Linked DNA regions of Mus musculus: regions 2 and 3 are each linked to region 1. Evidence: chromatin contacts called from public HiChIP or PLAC-seq and promoter capture Hi-C data. All regions are on one chromosome and are shown on one strand. Each heading gives the region's core, a stretch centred on a gene start, on an enhancer-like site or on the middle of the called end of the contact. The rest is flanking DNA. Distances are from core to core; before and after follow the strand shown.

Region 1 (4,900 bases), core at 847-3,346:
TCTCTGGGGCCACCCCACGTGTTCATTTGATCTTCCAGCATCCCTGTCTCTGCTGGGCCGTCCATGACAACTGCTAAATGTGAACTCAGAGAGCTAACCTAAGTGTTTTCTCCAGGCAGCTCCATCTCCTTGTGTAGACTGCTGCCCGGGTGGGTGGTGAAGTTCTGGACCTCACGGGGACTACAGAACTGCCTAAGATGGTAACCTCAGGAGATGGCCCCCACTCAAGTAGTTCCTGAGTGGGTCGCCAGGTGGCAGCACAGGCCCGTATGCCTCCTGGCAGGAGAACCCCAGCTTGAGAAGGGATTCAGAGTCCCCAGGGTCCTCACCCCTGGGAAGACCCATACCTCCACACACAGCAGCTCTAACTCTTCATCTGTCTCTGCTTACAGATGTGCTGGTCACGGGCATTCTCATTTCTTTGACGCCTTTCAGCAAATGAGAAGACCCAAGATTTAAGAGGAACCATGTTCAGGACAGAAGAAATCTGGTGACCTGGTGTTACTGCCAGGGAAAGCCACAGGAGGTCTAAGTCTTATTTCAGAAAGTTTCAAAGGAAACTGTATAAGCCCCATGGTATTCATCGCCGGCTTCAACAATGTCATCACTTTCCCACAGTCTTACAAGAAACCTCACCTTTTAAAACTAGAGTATTTTTTAAAGCCCTTGCCAGCCAATATGACAATGTACCATAAATATTCCCATCCAGAGCTCTGCCCATTGGCCCATATTGTTCCCTAACAAAAGGGCCAGCGCACTGAATAACCATCTGATACCCGTCCCACTCCAGTCCCCTGCCCTTTTCACGGTTGGTTTGTTCCATCACAACCAAGTGCCATAGACTCAATCCAATTATGTCTCTTGATTTCATTGGTGCTCTAAGTATCCCTTCTCCTCTTACTCGACCCCAGCCCTAATGAATTAACAAATCAGGTCACTTGTCCTACAAAACACCAGTGAACCAGGATTCCTGGAAAGAAACTGTCTGCAAAGGCCAATTGACGGATTAAAGCCTCAATGACTGGAGATGCTGAACCTTGCAGGTGCAGAGCCTAGTTACAATTTATCTTGGGCTATCTTTAGTTCATTAAATAGATTCCCTGCCCCACTCAGTGTCAGACCTAACAGCAGGAAAAGACGATTAAAATCTTGGTAACACAGTAACAAAACTCTAATCTCCACCAAAGGGCTAAGCTTGCTATCAAATAGCATCTGCGGACTACAGCTGAGATTCCCGTTTGCTATAATCACCTACTTAATGTTTTCACTAATATATTTTATGTCTTGAGTTGTGGCTTTCTTTGTTCTGCTACTATGCAAACGTCCTGAAACTGTTTTCACGTTGGAACACAGGTGTCCTAAAACTGTTTCTGGGCCAGTCACTCATAAATGACTCCAGAATAAACTTATTTCCTATGAGGTGAGAGCTGTGCTTTTTGTGTGGACATGCTCTGCCCCACGCCCACGGCGGGCAAAAGGCAGCATGTGCTGGGGAAATGATTTTTAAAAGAGCGAAATTAAATAATAGAATTTTGGTCCCTTTTTTGTTTGTTTGTTTGGTTGGTTTGGTTTGGTTTGTTTTACGAGACAAAATTTCTCTGTGTAGCTCTGGCTGACCTGGAACTCACTCTGTAGACCAGGCTGGCCTAGAACTCAAGAGATCCGCCGAGAGCACACACAAGCCGTAGTCCACGGACGAAGCGTTCTGTCTCGAGATTTGCGGGAGCCGGGGGGAGGAAGGAAGAAGCTGCACATACCTAGACAGGACAGAAAACGTCCTCCGACAACTCTCAGCTCTGCGACCTCCCCCATAGCAGTGACCAAACATCAGCACCCATATTTTCGAAGCTCTCCTGCACACACTGCTGTTAGTTTTTTTTTTTCTTATGTTGCGTTCTGAGAAAATTGGAGGTGGCCGAAAGTACAAAATCAAGTAACGCTCATCGGGCCGTCCACAGCCAGCCTGTTGACACAACGCGCTTGCGGCATAGTAGAGATGGGGTCCGTCCCTTCCCGGGACACCCACGTTCCGCCCGCAGAAGGTAGCAGGAGCCTAAAGCGAGCACCAGTCACTTGGCACGAGTTCCCGGGTCCCCGCCTAGCGCTCGCCGCCTTCTGCCCGCCCTGACGCTCTTCCTCTTCATTGGCTGTCCCCTGGCGCGACCACGCCCACAGAAGCTCCATTTTCCTCCACTCCTCCCACCTCACCTTTCACCTCCTCACCTTCCGGGGCTCCCAGAAGCCTCAGTCTCCGCCCACCGGAGAAGGAGGAAACAGAATTCCGTCATGACTCGTAATTATTGGTGGAAATGGTCTGTCCATCAGAACAACAGCGGTCACGGATTAGCTAAAAAGCAGCAGTAGGTGGGAAAACCGGTGTAAGGGGCGTCCGCGCATGCTCAGTGTGGGCGCAGTGACGCGACCTCGGGGGCAGTCATGGCGGCTCGGTGTGTGAGGCTGGCGCGCCGCAGCCTCCCGGCTTTGGCACTGTCGTTCAGGTAAGAGAGCTTCACTCCTCTGCGTCGGCCTCACTCACGGCCGAGAGCTCTGGTGGGGGGTTTAGCGGCAGGACTGGTCCCCGCAGGCGGTGCCCGTGCACCCTGAAGTCACATCCTCACCATCGAGTCCCTGTGCCTGTTCTCAACGCGCGGCTGTCCTGGTGTTTACTGTGCGGCACTGCGCGAACTGGGCTCAAGAGACGAGAAGTGGGGACGCTGGGGCGTAAATGCGGGGATCTGGGTGATGCGTCAGGTGGAAGGCTCCGCCATTTGTTTGTCTGGTGACACACGGCACTCTCTCGGGCATAGGGGCACCACCCCTCCTGGAATTGCAAAAGTCAAGCTTAGAAGCGGGAGACTTGCCCAAGGTCAGGCAGCCAGGCAGAAGCCCGCCCGACCAGGGGCTGGGGTTGCTAATCCCTAATCCAGTCCAGGATGTGTACTGCCTGGTTTGTGGGCTTTTTCCACTCACATTCCTTCCCCCACTTTTGCCCTCCGCGGAATGTGAGGTCCAAGGAGCAAGAAAGCCAGTGTGTGTGCAGTTTATTTAGACAATGCCCATTTTTGCCATCTTTACTTTTACCCGTGGCTTCAGGTTTTTGAGTCGCATCTCCAAAGTTAGGCTCAGTATCTTTAGCTTGTTCCCTGCTAGGACCAAGTTTTTGGTTGATTAAAAAAAGAGAGACTTTGCCTGAGTCTTATGGAAACGGAGTGAACGGGAGCTGGCCTTTTCAGCGGGTGAGAGTGAGCAGGCGGATGATCTCGTACTTGTGACTAAAAGATGAAAACAGGTCTATGTTGTGCAAAGCAGGGAGGAGTCTGAAGTATTCCGGGGGAAGCACTTCCTATTTGTGGTGCTCTGTTTAGAGTTGACAGGAAAGAACCCCCATTTCCCATCCCATCCGGCCCTGTCCCATCCCCCAGCTTGGTTCATGTCTATCTCTGAAATTGTGGTTTTGAAGAAAGATGCTCTAGTAGGAAGTCATAACTCCACAGTATCCCATAAGCTTGGCTTCCCTCTTTCCTCCGAGACATAGCCCTAGGAATTCCTGCCCTGAAAGGATCTATACAGCAAAACTGATCTGCTGAAAGGCTGTGGTGGTCACTCCTAGGGGTGGAAATAATTCATAGTGAAGGCAGCCTTCACATTTTGTAGGTTTTTATATTCTTAGCATAATTTTGCTTCTCAGAATTAATTACTGATCTTTCTTTTTTAAACTTACGTGTGTGGATGTTTTGCTTGTATGTGTATGTCCATGTGTATGCCAAGTGCCTTCAGAGTTCAGAAAAGTGTCAGATACCCTGGAACTCTTAGAGTTAGGTAGTTGTTAGCTGGGAATCAAAGTCAGGTCTTCCACAAGAGGAACATGCTCTCAACCACTGAGCCCAACTCTCCAGCCCAGATTCTTAGACTTTTTAAAAGCGTGAAAGTAAAAATAAAATTAAAAGATCACTGCTGGAGCCAGAGAGAGATGGATGGGGCTCATTGGTTATACACTGGCTGCTTTTGTGGAGGACCCAGGTTTAATTCCCATCATCCACACTGGGTAGGTCAGCCACCTGTAACTCCAGCCCCAGAGATCCCACACCTCTTCTGGCTGCCTCTTCAGACTCACTTCCAGGACTCCTTTGGACTTCTCTTCCCATTTCCTCTGCATACACTCCCACTTTCATCTCTCTGTCCAAGTGATTCCCAGTTCCTGAGATGTATCTCTCTTACCCACCCTACTCTGTAACTCACCTGGGCCTGCTGTGGACCTGTGCACAAGAGCACACACTGTAATCCCAGGACTCAGCACCTGGGAGACTGAGGCTAGAGGATTGCAAGTTTATTGCCAGACTCAATCTCTGAATAAACAAATACATCAGAAAAGAAAACTAGGAGCTGGAGAGAAGTCTCAGTGGCTGAGAGCGCTTGCTGCTCTTGTAGAGGACCTAAGTTTAGTTCCTAGCATCCACACTGGGACAGATCACAACTGCCTGCAGTTCCAGCTCCAGAGTATCCAGTGGTTTTTGGCTTTCATAGGCACCCAAACTTATGTGGCATATACTTACACAGACACACACAGACAAACTTATGTGGCATATACTTACACAGACACACACATATAAACTTATGTGGCATATACTTACACAGACACACACATATAAACTTATGTGGCATATACTTACACAGACACACACATATAAACTTATGTGGCATATACTTACACAGACACACACATACAAACTTATGTGGCACATACTTACACAGACACACACACACATACAAATTTATGTGGCACATACTTAACACAGACACACACACACATACAAACTTATGTGGCATATACTTACACAGGCACACACACACATACAAACTTATGTGGCATATACTTACACAGACACACACACATACAAAC
Region 2 (4,900 bases), core at 1,707-4,206, 790 kb before region 1:
TGTGTGTGTGGGGGGGGGGGGAGTTGTGGAGGGAGTCTTGTTGGTAGCATGCAGGACAAACTGGCCAGGGTTACCTGGCTACCAGGTGAAGTGATGCAGGAGGATTAGAAATGTGGAAGCCAGCTAAAGTCAGAGCTGGCCTGGTCTCCCTCTCCTATCTGATCTGTTCTGAGACCCCGCTACAGCAGCCTCCTGCTCAGACATGGCCCGCAAGTGGGACTCATCAGCTCTCTCTGTGCCCGGCACATGCATGAGTTCAGAGCATCTGGGCATGGTGGTTTGTGCTCAGGCTGATTAGTGAGTGCGGTGACAGTGGACATGAGGCAGTGACAGGTGTGTGGACAGAGGCTAAGACCTCTGTCCTGGGGCAATGCTGTCAGCTGAGCTGGGAGGAAGAATTGGAGACAGTTCAGCTGCTACCATCGCTGGGCAGTATTTAACAACAAAGAACTGGGCCAGTCTCATCTGCATGGGGCGAGTCTGGCACTCACACCAGCGTGTGAAACTTCTGAGCATCTGTGGATAGCAGCCTAAGTGAACGATGTCCCTGGAGTAGGCAGAACCCGGAACATTCAGGTCAAAGTGGGCAATGGACAGGTGTCAGGCTCAAGGCCATTGGCTCTGTCTAGCTATAACCATCCTGACAGGACTGAATGAAGACATTGTGAAGGACCCTTGTGCCGGAACCCTCTGGCTATCAGACTACTGAGACAGTGATGAGCCCTGAGAAACTGGGATTTTCCCAGGAAGCTCATGCTGGGAGGAGGTAGGAAGCTGTAGAGATGCATCAGGCCGGCAGGTAGCTATGGGTCAAGGATGGGTGGGAGCTGCCTGGTCAAGTATACCTCTGTCCCTCTATTTAAACATAAATCTCATGTCAGGACCCCTAGATGGACTTGGGAGGAGTGTCGCTGGACTCTTTCACCCCTTTCCCCCATGTGGCCACATTGCTTTAATTGACCCTTTGAGGATGGATGGCAGACCCTGGCGTGTGAACATCTCTGATAATATGTCCTTCCTCTTTGGCTGCAGTACCCGACAACTCCTTGGCAGCTTGTGTTTTGATGGTGGCCAGCGCGCTCTAGATCAGATCTTGGTCTCTGCTCTGCCCAAGCCTCTCCACTCTCCCCCATCCTTGCCAGGGAGCCCCATTTACTGTCCCAACTCAACACCTCTCTTGGGAGGTGGCTCATAGACCCAGCACAGGAAGTAATGCTGAGACTCAGCATCTGTTGTCCCCTGGCTACATATTCCTTGCAGGGGCTTCTCCCAGGCCTGACACCAGATCGCTCATAGTCAGGTACCCAGAACACAATGAAGCGATCAACTGAGGACAGTGGGTCTCTGAAGCCTAAGATCCTGCCAATAGCCACAGGAATCCTGCCATTCTTAGTGATGGATGCCTGCCTGATCCTCAGACTGACATTCTCCTCTCTCTCCATAGCTCTGTGCCCTCCACAGTCTAGAAGTCTCGAGGGTACCAGAAGGTCTGCTTTATGCCATGCACTGATACACTGTTTCCAGTTAGGGACAGTCAGGCCAGAAAAGATTTTTTTCTTACAAATGGCTCAATCTGTAAAGAACAATTCCATTCTTACTGGTTTCTGCCCAGAACCTGATGTTAATAGTATCTGTCACATGGGAGAGCAGAGAAGAGTACACCAAACACAACCATGAAGGGAGCAGAGTAATGCAGGTGCCTGGCCACCCTGAAAACCCTCTGCCTCTCAGACAGCCAGGCCCAAGACAGGCACACAGAACCAGCACCCAGCACAGCCTGACAGAAGAAAACAGAGCAGGAATTGAAGACAGAGACCAGGAAAAGATTGCTTGACGCTCGTTCCCTTGTAAGTCACTGGAGGACTCTAAGAAACAGGAGTGTGGCTGGGTCAGAGCCTCACAGCCCACCAGACGCTACCAGGCTGCCACACTAGAGTTTAAGTCTAACTTTTTGTGACTTTGGGGACAGCATTTATCTCTTGGGGACCTCAGTTTCCCCATCTAGAAAGCCAGAGGGTTGTGTGAACTATTCTTAAAAGGCTGCCTAGTGGAAGTGGACAGATTCCCCTGGACCTCAGTTTCCTCAGAGTAAGGCTTTTTTGATTCCTGGTGGAGCTTACCAGAGGGACAGGCACCCTTCTGCAGCTGGCGCACTGGAGTCCCGGAGACCTGCAACGCACGACGGCTGGCGGCCTGCAGCGCGCACACGTCGGCATAAGTATGCCCGTCTGTGCCACACACAGTGTGGGTCCAACGGCAGCGGCACACGCCGCGCACGCACTCCAGACTGTCCCCGCACGGAGAGTCCAGGGGGCGGCCGCAGGGCTCGCCCTCGCTGGCAGCGCACACCAGGCAGCAGTTGCAGAGGTCAGGCACATAGCCCCCAGGGCAGCGAGGGCTCGGACAGCGCGACACGTCGCAGCGCGCAGGACACGGAGCCGCTGGGGGCTCCCGGGCCAGAGCCAACACAGCCAGCGTGGCCAGAATGGCCAGCGTGGCGGGGAGCAGCGCGCGCGCCTGCATCGCGGAGAGGCGGCGGCGCAAGACCCGCGGGGATACCGAGGCCCGAACCGCTCAGGCGCACTCTGGCCCGGAGCGCAAACAGGGCATGGTGTGGGGACTGACCCGGGCCTCTCTCAGCCGAGCTTCAGCAGGCGCTTAAAGGCCAAGACAGTCTGCCCTCGCTGGAAGGGGCGGCCCTGCCCGCCGCCAGCCCCGCCCCTGCCCCACGGGACCCCGCCCCGGCTGGTGGGGACCCACCCGGAGCCTCCTGCTCCCCGCTTGCCTGGTGTGCACTTTGGGTGACAGGTCTGCCGGCCCAGAATGAGGGTCTGGGAAAGGGGAGCTGCTTCGGAATACTCCAGTCCTAGCCAGGGACCTGACCGCAACCCCAGAGACATGAACAAGTCCAAATTCTGTCCCTAGCTCTCCTTCACAGAGGAACCCCTACTCTACTTGAGCAGCCAAGCTCAGCAAGGCCCCAAACCTAGACCCCTCCTGCTCTGCATCACTCCACCGGGCAACATTGGAGCGGATACTTAGAAAGCAGCCAGGTGCTCCCTTCCTCCCATCTTCAGCTGGAGGGGGGCCATCTGCCTTGGATCTATTCTGGGCTCTCTCAGATCTAGAACTCTGGTTGCTGCCTGTTGTCCTTCTGTTTCTTCTACAAGGATTACTGAGCACCTCCTACCTCAGAGTCGTTGGAAGTGCCAGGACACCAGGCAGTACCAGGACACCAGGCAGTGCAGGAACAGAAAGCACCTGCTCAACTTTCCCCAACACTTTGGTGCCTCCTCATGCAATCACCAAGCTACTTCAGACCCAGGACAGGTAGCAGGGTACAGGAGGTCAAGTTGCTAGTGGCTGGAGCTTCAGGAGTCAGAGGACCCAACAGAGCCTCCCTGGGAGGTGGCCCTAGACTGAATGAATCCGTTGTTCCAGGGGCTGGAGAACCTGGTGTGCAACTCTGGAGGGAAAGAAAGCATAGTAGAGTAGCTTGGCAGGAAGCTGTTACCTTCTGCAGTTTCTCAACAGCACTGGAAACAGGTAGCACACTGGAGGGTGTGTGGTGTGGTGTGGTATGGTGACACCTCTGCTTCCATGAGTTGATAAAGCCACACATACCTTGGATGGATGTTGGTGGAGGGCAGAGGAGGAAGGCCTGGGGAGCAGTCTGGTTCCAGGTCTGGGAAAAGCCCAGTAGCCAGGAAGCAGAGTGGCCTCATCAGACTGAGTTGTTTGGGAAAAAAGGAAGTGGGGTTCCAGGTGTGAGCACTCACCTAGTAGAGGTGGTAGTGTATGTGTGTGTGGTGTATTGGGGGGGGGGTAGTGATGTTGTGGTGTTGTGTGTGAGGAGGGGGAAAGCATTACTTTCTCTTAACAGAAGTGCAGGCCAGGTCTCCCTCCGGACTTCTCCAATGCAGATGGGGAAATGATGCAAACAAGGTTTTGCTCTACCGTGTATGTCATGGCAAGCTGTTCCACATGTTTGAGTAGGTTCCCTGTGCCCTCCTACCCCTGGGGTGAGTGTGGGGGCCTCAGAGTGAGGCTGGAAAATGACAGTGAGTTACAGGTTTCACTCACATTCGCTTTGTCCGAGGTCTCGAGTCCAACTTTTTCCCTCTGGGTCACATCATCCTCCCTGGTCACCTGACCTGACCCTTACTATGGCTGCATAAATGCTTTCAGTCACCTGTACAGAAGGGAAGCCGAGGCTTGGAATTAAAGGATAGACACAGCTGTAGCCTCGCTTCTAAGAGGGAGTCCATTCCAGGCTCTGTCTTTGTTCTGGAAGCTTCCAGGGAGTCTTGTGCAAAGGCAGGGCAGTGGCTCCCCCTGCTGCCTTAGCCCTTTACAGTTTCTCACTCAGTCACAGGGACACCTTGGGCCTCTCTCTGGAGTCTGAGTGACCCCAGGCCTTTGATCTGCAAGGGCCTGGCATCTCCTATGTAGTCCACCAGGGTAGGGGCAGCTCTTCCTACTCTCAGGACAGAAAGAGGCATCAGACACTTGACAGCCTTTGTCATCCAACAGTGTGAGTGGGCTCTGGCCTGACTCTTCCCTGATGCCCACTCTCTAACTGTGGTGGGTGGCTGGCTTGACCCATCCAGCCCCATCAGCCTGTGTTTTTCCCCTTTCCATGTACTGCAGTTCTTCACCATGAACCAGCATAGAGCTGGTTGCAGCTAGGGTGTACCAGGGTCTGCCTCCCTCCTGGGCACCCCAGACTGTCCTTCTGACTTGGCCATAGTAGAACAACAGAGCCAGACTTTGGCTTCCAGACTTTTATGCCTGACCCTTGCTTCAGCCCAGAGTCATGTCAGATGAGGTCATAGTTAACATGGCTTTGGGACCTCGAAGATCATCCCTGGCCACACATGGCATGTGATAAGGTTCCTCA
Region 3 (4,900 bases), core at 1,781-4,280, 740 kb before region 1:
GGTTGGTTTGTGGTCAAATCCTTGTTCTACAACTGTGCCAGAAGGCCAAGATCTGGGATAGGCAGATAGGAAGGAGGTATCTCATACCAAAATCAACAAGAGGATCCCACATCCCTGCAGACACATGAACACTTCAATACTCAATCCCAAGGGGGATAAAACCAACAACAAAACAAAACTTCAGGCACCAGAGGCCTGGCATGGTCCAGTTCTCAACAACACAGGGACAGAAGTATGTACCAAGTCTGCCCTCCTGTCTGCCTATCTTAAGACACCATCTCAGCTGGTCATGCCTGAGATCTTCCAGAGTTTGGCCCTGTCAGCCTGACCCCAGCCCAAGTCCTGCTTGAGCCTGGACTTTTGTCCTTCCCTGACTTGTTCTGCCAAAACACCCTGGTTCCTACCATTGCAGAGACCCACTGTCTTGCCCAGGTCTGTGAGGACCAGAAGGTACACACCCAAGTGGTAGGAACCAGAAAACCTCATTTTCTCTGGTATAACTTCAGGGCCTTCAACCAAGCACTTGGTCCAGTCTCTTGATGTGTGAGGTCCTAGTTTGTAGGGTCTGTGGTTGCCAATCACTGCCCCCCAAAAATTCACCATGCCCCACCCTCAGCGTCCTCACTCTTCTCTCTCTCTGCCACTTACAACTTCCAGGTCTCCCTACCAGCAGGCTGGCCAGTGTCTCTACAGAAGCTAAGCTAACCATCTCTGGGTTAGGGTGGGGGGCATTTAGGTCACAAAGACCTGGGGCTGGACTTAACCTGTTTCTGGAGAAATGGAAGTTCCCCGCTAAGGGAACTTACCACCTGCTCATTGAGAGCCCAAATGCTGCCACAGGGAGGAAGTAGGCACTGCCTTACTTGCATAGAGCCCCCTCCTCCTTGCACGGTCCTCCCTCCACGAGCTTGCTTGGCCGCTGGCTCCAGCAGCAGCCCAGCCCCAGGCAGTGTCCAGAAGCCTCAAAGGTACATTTGCTGAGTTCAAGCACCCCAAAGCGGCTGCCTGCAGAGTTTCTTTTCAGCCTTTGTCTTCTGCCCAGGTGGCAGAAGCATCAGGTGTCCCCATGTAAGCCACCCCAGGCTCTGACCTCCAACGCACATCTAGTTTACTGCTGGAACATGGAGACCCAGGGCCAATCTCAGTGGAGGGTGAAATGTTCTATGCCTCAGTTTACCCACCCATAAAATGAGAACAAAAACACCTCCTCGTAGGATGTTGGGAAGATCGAGCAGCTAGACAACATGCTGCTGGCTTACAGTATGGTAGGCTGGAAGGAGGAGCCTTTGTGGTTAGCCCTGCCTGTGTTCCAAAAGGTCTGGCCAGGGACCCACCAAGGTGCATCCCCAGCCTCTGCTTTTGCAGGGCTATTGAGACTTTGCCTGGAGGTGGCAGTATTCTCCAGTCACACTGACCAGGAACTTGAGAGTGGGGACTTGATTGGGAACAGGTGGTTTCAGATGAAGTTGACCTCCGTAGGGCGCGGTCCTGTTGGATGTTGGATTAGAGTGGTCCCAATTAGACTAGGTGGTTGTGCCAGATTAAAGTGATGTCTCTGCCTGGTGCCTGGGGTTTCTCCAGAGAACAAGACACACAGAAGAAGAGGACATATGACACAGAAGCAGGGGCCATTCAGGGACAAGCAGGGGCTGGAAGAAGTGGAAGAGACCCTGCCTTGGCAACTCTGGAGGCAGCACCCTTGTCTCTGACTTCTGGCTTTCAAACCCTAAGAGAACAAGTGTGTCGTAGTTTGTTATGGCAGCCATGAAACACAGTGATACCCTGAAGGCTTCTCTCAGGGAAAATGGGCTTCACGTGATTCTATGGACTAAAGAGACAGGCACTGTGCCTGACGCAAGAAGTTTCATGAAATCAACAACGTGTCATATAAAGGCGGCAGCACTGTACAGCATCTTCCTCAGTCTTGACCTTTAACCTCATCCCAGAGGGTGAGCCCTATCCCACCCCTATCACGGGTGTACAACCCAAGGTTTGGGCCAGCCAGGGTCATAGCAGCAGGGACTGTAAGTCAGGTGGTGGGAGTCTCATCCCTCAACCTGAACACAATTAACTTGGATTCTTGCCCCACCTGCAAGTGGCTATTCTTCATCCTAGGGTGAGGAAGGCAGAGAGGACAAGGAGCGAAAGGAGGCTCTGGAACCCTGGAACCCTGACGCAGCCTGCGCCTGTTGAGGTCTCCAGAGACAGTGGTCAGTGACTCTAGTCAAGCCATGCATTTCATTGGCTAGCATAAAGAAACCCAGAGTGACCTCAGAAAGGCCAGGTCACAGCCACGGGGGCGCCATGAAGCACCCATGCTAGTACAGGCGTGCTTGTCACAGCCTGGAATGAACCAAGGCTAGATAGAGTTCATCATTTGGGGCCCAGTGGCTTTTGAATTCTATGTTGCCACTCAATTCCCATGATCTGGTTGAGACCTCAAGGACACATTTGCAAAGAGTCAGTGTGAAGGCCAGGTCCGAAGTCACAATTAGCAGTCGGTCTCATCTGAGCAATCTCGGCCAGTTTAGCAGAGCCCCGGGGTGCTGAGTGCCAGTCTCCAACAGCTCACCCCAACCCGAAGCAAGCCAGAAGAAAGAGGAAGGTGGAATACTATTCTTAGATACAGTTGTGGCAAAGCCAGGCTCTCCCGATTACAGCACACTCACACAGCCCATACCCTCTGTTCATACTCCCTTACCTGTGATCAGTTCTTCAGACAGCTTCCTCCCAGGCTCAGGAATGCAGGTGCCAGGTGGCCACTACTGGCTCGGCTCCTTGCTGACTGGCCTACGGGCTGTCTCCAGCTGGCCTGGACAGGCAGAGTCCGCCCACAGCCGGCTGACTGCTCAGTACTGCCACCGCCCCCTGCTTCCTGCCCCACTTCCTCCCTGAGCCTAGGGGCCTGGAGACCCAAGGCAGGCTGAGGTGCTGCGGCAAGGACTCCAGTGGCCAGTTGATCATTAGCTCCTTGTGGACCAGAGCCAGGCCCTGTCCCTGCCTGCCCACTGCCAGCCCCGTGCTCTGTGGTAAAGGCCGGGGACACCCTTGGTGCTGAGATTGGGGAAGTCCACGGGAGGCCGGCTCTCTTGCCCTGCTAAACCCAGCCCAGCTCTCTGTTCCCTTTTCCCTTCTGCACACGTGCATACACATGCAATGCAGACATGTGGGTGGCCTTAGAGACATATACACAGACCTAGCACATATGTCTGCATGTGCACACACAAAATACACACGTTTTGCTTCTCACTCTGCCGCTGGCCTTATCTGAGCCCACTGACACCAACAGGGAGCATTCTGGGAGAAGAAAGGGTCCAGTCTCCTTCTCTGCTCACAAGTACCACAACCTTGAGCCAAGCCTGGGAGGGTTGGAGGGGACACACACTTTACCTTTCCACAGGCTGTAGCCTGACCTGAGAATGTCCCTGTGGCCCAGATTCAGGCCCGTCTCCTGTTCTTAGGCCCTTGCTGTGTCCACCGTGAAAGATGGAGCAGTTCTGCTTCCCACACTCACTAGGTGCTGTGGATACCTCCCGCCTGTCTCCATCTGTGAGGAGTTCTGGAGGTATAGGTGCATTGTGATCTCTCTCTCTCTCTTTCTCCCTCTCTCTCTCCCTCTCTCCCTCTCTCTCTCCTTCTCCCCAGAGAATGCAGGCCCCCCCAGATGCTAACCTTCCACCAGCCTTATTTTTCTGGAAGCTGTGTCAATAGAGGCCCCTGCAAGCCCACACCCATACATGGGTCTGGAGGCATTTCCTCTCCCGGCTATTGTCCCCACTGTGCGCCCAGAGCAGTATCCTGTTTGTCTCAGAAGCTGCTCTCTTGGCTCATGGCCAGGGGGATTTTCTGAGAGCCTCCCCCAATATATGCAGGGCACTCACTCCAGGGCCAACCAGCAGGGGCAAGTACATTTCTGGTCCAGGGCTCTTCAATAGGATCTTCCTAAAGACTGTAAAAAGCAGAGGCCACATGGTTCTGACTTTCCGAGGGCCACCCAAACCCCAGTCGGACTCAATTGAAATCCCTCTGGCAAGACCTGTCACTGTCCTGAGCCTCAGTTTCCCCTCTGCAAAAGACAGAGTTAGGAGGTATTCAGCTCTCATCGTTTTGACCTCTGACATGGCTGTAGTATGTTCAAATTGTCATTGCCACGATGTTAACTCTTTGGTTAGATCATGCCATAGGGCTTCGTGATAACCCAATGAAACTATCATCCAGGTGTCCCCAAAAGGCTTGATATCAAACAGACTTAGAGAGGCGTATTCCTGGGGCCCCACAACTCAGGCTGGCTCTGATACCAGGGTCCTCACTCCTTTATCCCCTCATTCTTTGCTGTCTGTATCTAGACAGAAACAAGTGGTCAGTGGTCAGTTGCTCCTCACCCTGCCCTACCTCTCCTTCCTCACGGGCTCCAGGAAAGGAAGCTGCATGGGGGCCTCTCTGACAAAGGCCAGCCTTCTGAGGCAGGTGCTCCCAGCCTGCCATTCAGGGTGCTCACAATCCAGGCCAATGAGGCCAGAGGTTCACACTGAATGAAGTCATGAGCCCAACTACTATTATGGACTATCCTTGTGGTTATAAAATGCAAGGGCAGGATGCATCTAAGACACAGGGTAGAGCCATCCCTGGGAGGCTAAGATGCTATTACACCACAACAGGAACAAAGAAAGGTTCCTGGCCTGGCTCCCTCAGTAGACTGTAGGCTTTGGGCTGGTACTCAGCATCCTTGTTATCCCCAGATATACTCTGAAACTGATTCCATCCCTCTGGATAGCATCCCCTGTGTGGCACACTCAAAAGACTCCTTGGGGACAAGTGTGACATTGGAGCATCCGCTCCAGGTCCTACCTATGGGAGAGCCCATATCCTGTCCACCAAGATCCAGCCATGGCTTGAAGCC

What was found. Promoter capture Hi-C pulls out the DNA fragments that hold promoters and counts their contacts. HiChIP or PLAC-seq counts read pairs in DNA pulled down with a chosen protein or histone mark.
Region 2: a contact with region 1 is called in a promoter capture Hi-C map of the 3T3-L1 cell line, with 2.2 times the contacts expected there. The contact joins the promoter of Htra3 here to the promoter of 2210406O10Rik in region 1. A contact is called at or near these places in 2 of 39 promoter capture datasets (the 3T3-L1 cell line and liver) and 1 of 115 datasets of contacts at active chromatin or transcription factors (bone marrow-derived macrophages).
Region 3: an HNF4G HiChIP or PLAC-seq map of pancreatic cancer cells shows a contact between it and region 1. The contact joins the promoter of Sh3tc1 here to the promoter of 2210406O10Rik in region 1. A contact is called at or near these places in 7 of 39 promoter capture datasets (the 3T3-L1 cell line, cranial neural crest, hippocampal neurons and 3 more), 4 of 115 datasets of contacts at active chromatin or transcription factors (embryonic stem cells, forebrain and pancreatic cancer cells) and 1 of 9 other capture datasets (adipose tissue).

The regions. Positions count from the first base shown.
Region 1 is chr5:36,462,758-36,467,657 of GRCm38.p6, forward strand. It overlaps 2210406O10Rik (RIKEN cDNA 2210406O10 gene), which reads right to left and starts at 2,097. Exons shown (of 3, transcript NR_126488.1): 1 at 1,758-2,097. Grpel1 (GrpE-like 1, mitochondrial) reads left to right here and starts at 2,428. Exons shown (of 4, transcript NM_024478.2): 1 at 2,428-2,498. The coding sequence starts at 2,437.
Region 2 is chr5:35,676,824-35,681,723 of GRCm38.p6, forward strand. Htra3 (HtrA serine peptidase 3) reads right to left here and starts at 2,957. Exons shown (of 9, transcript NM_030127.3): 1 at 2,121-2,957. The coding sequence starts at 2,523.
Region 3 is chr5:35,726,246-35,731,145 of GRCm38.p6, forward strand. Sh3tc1 (SH3 domain and tetratricopeptide repeats 1) reads right to left here and starts at 3,031. Exons shown (of 18, transcript NM_194344.2): 1 at 2,702-3,031.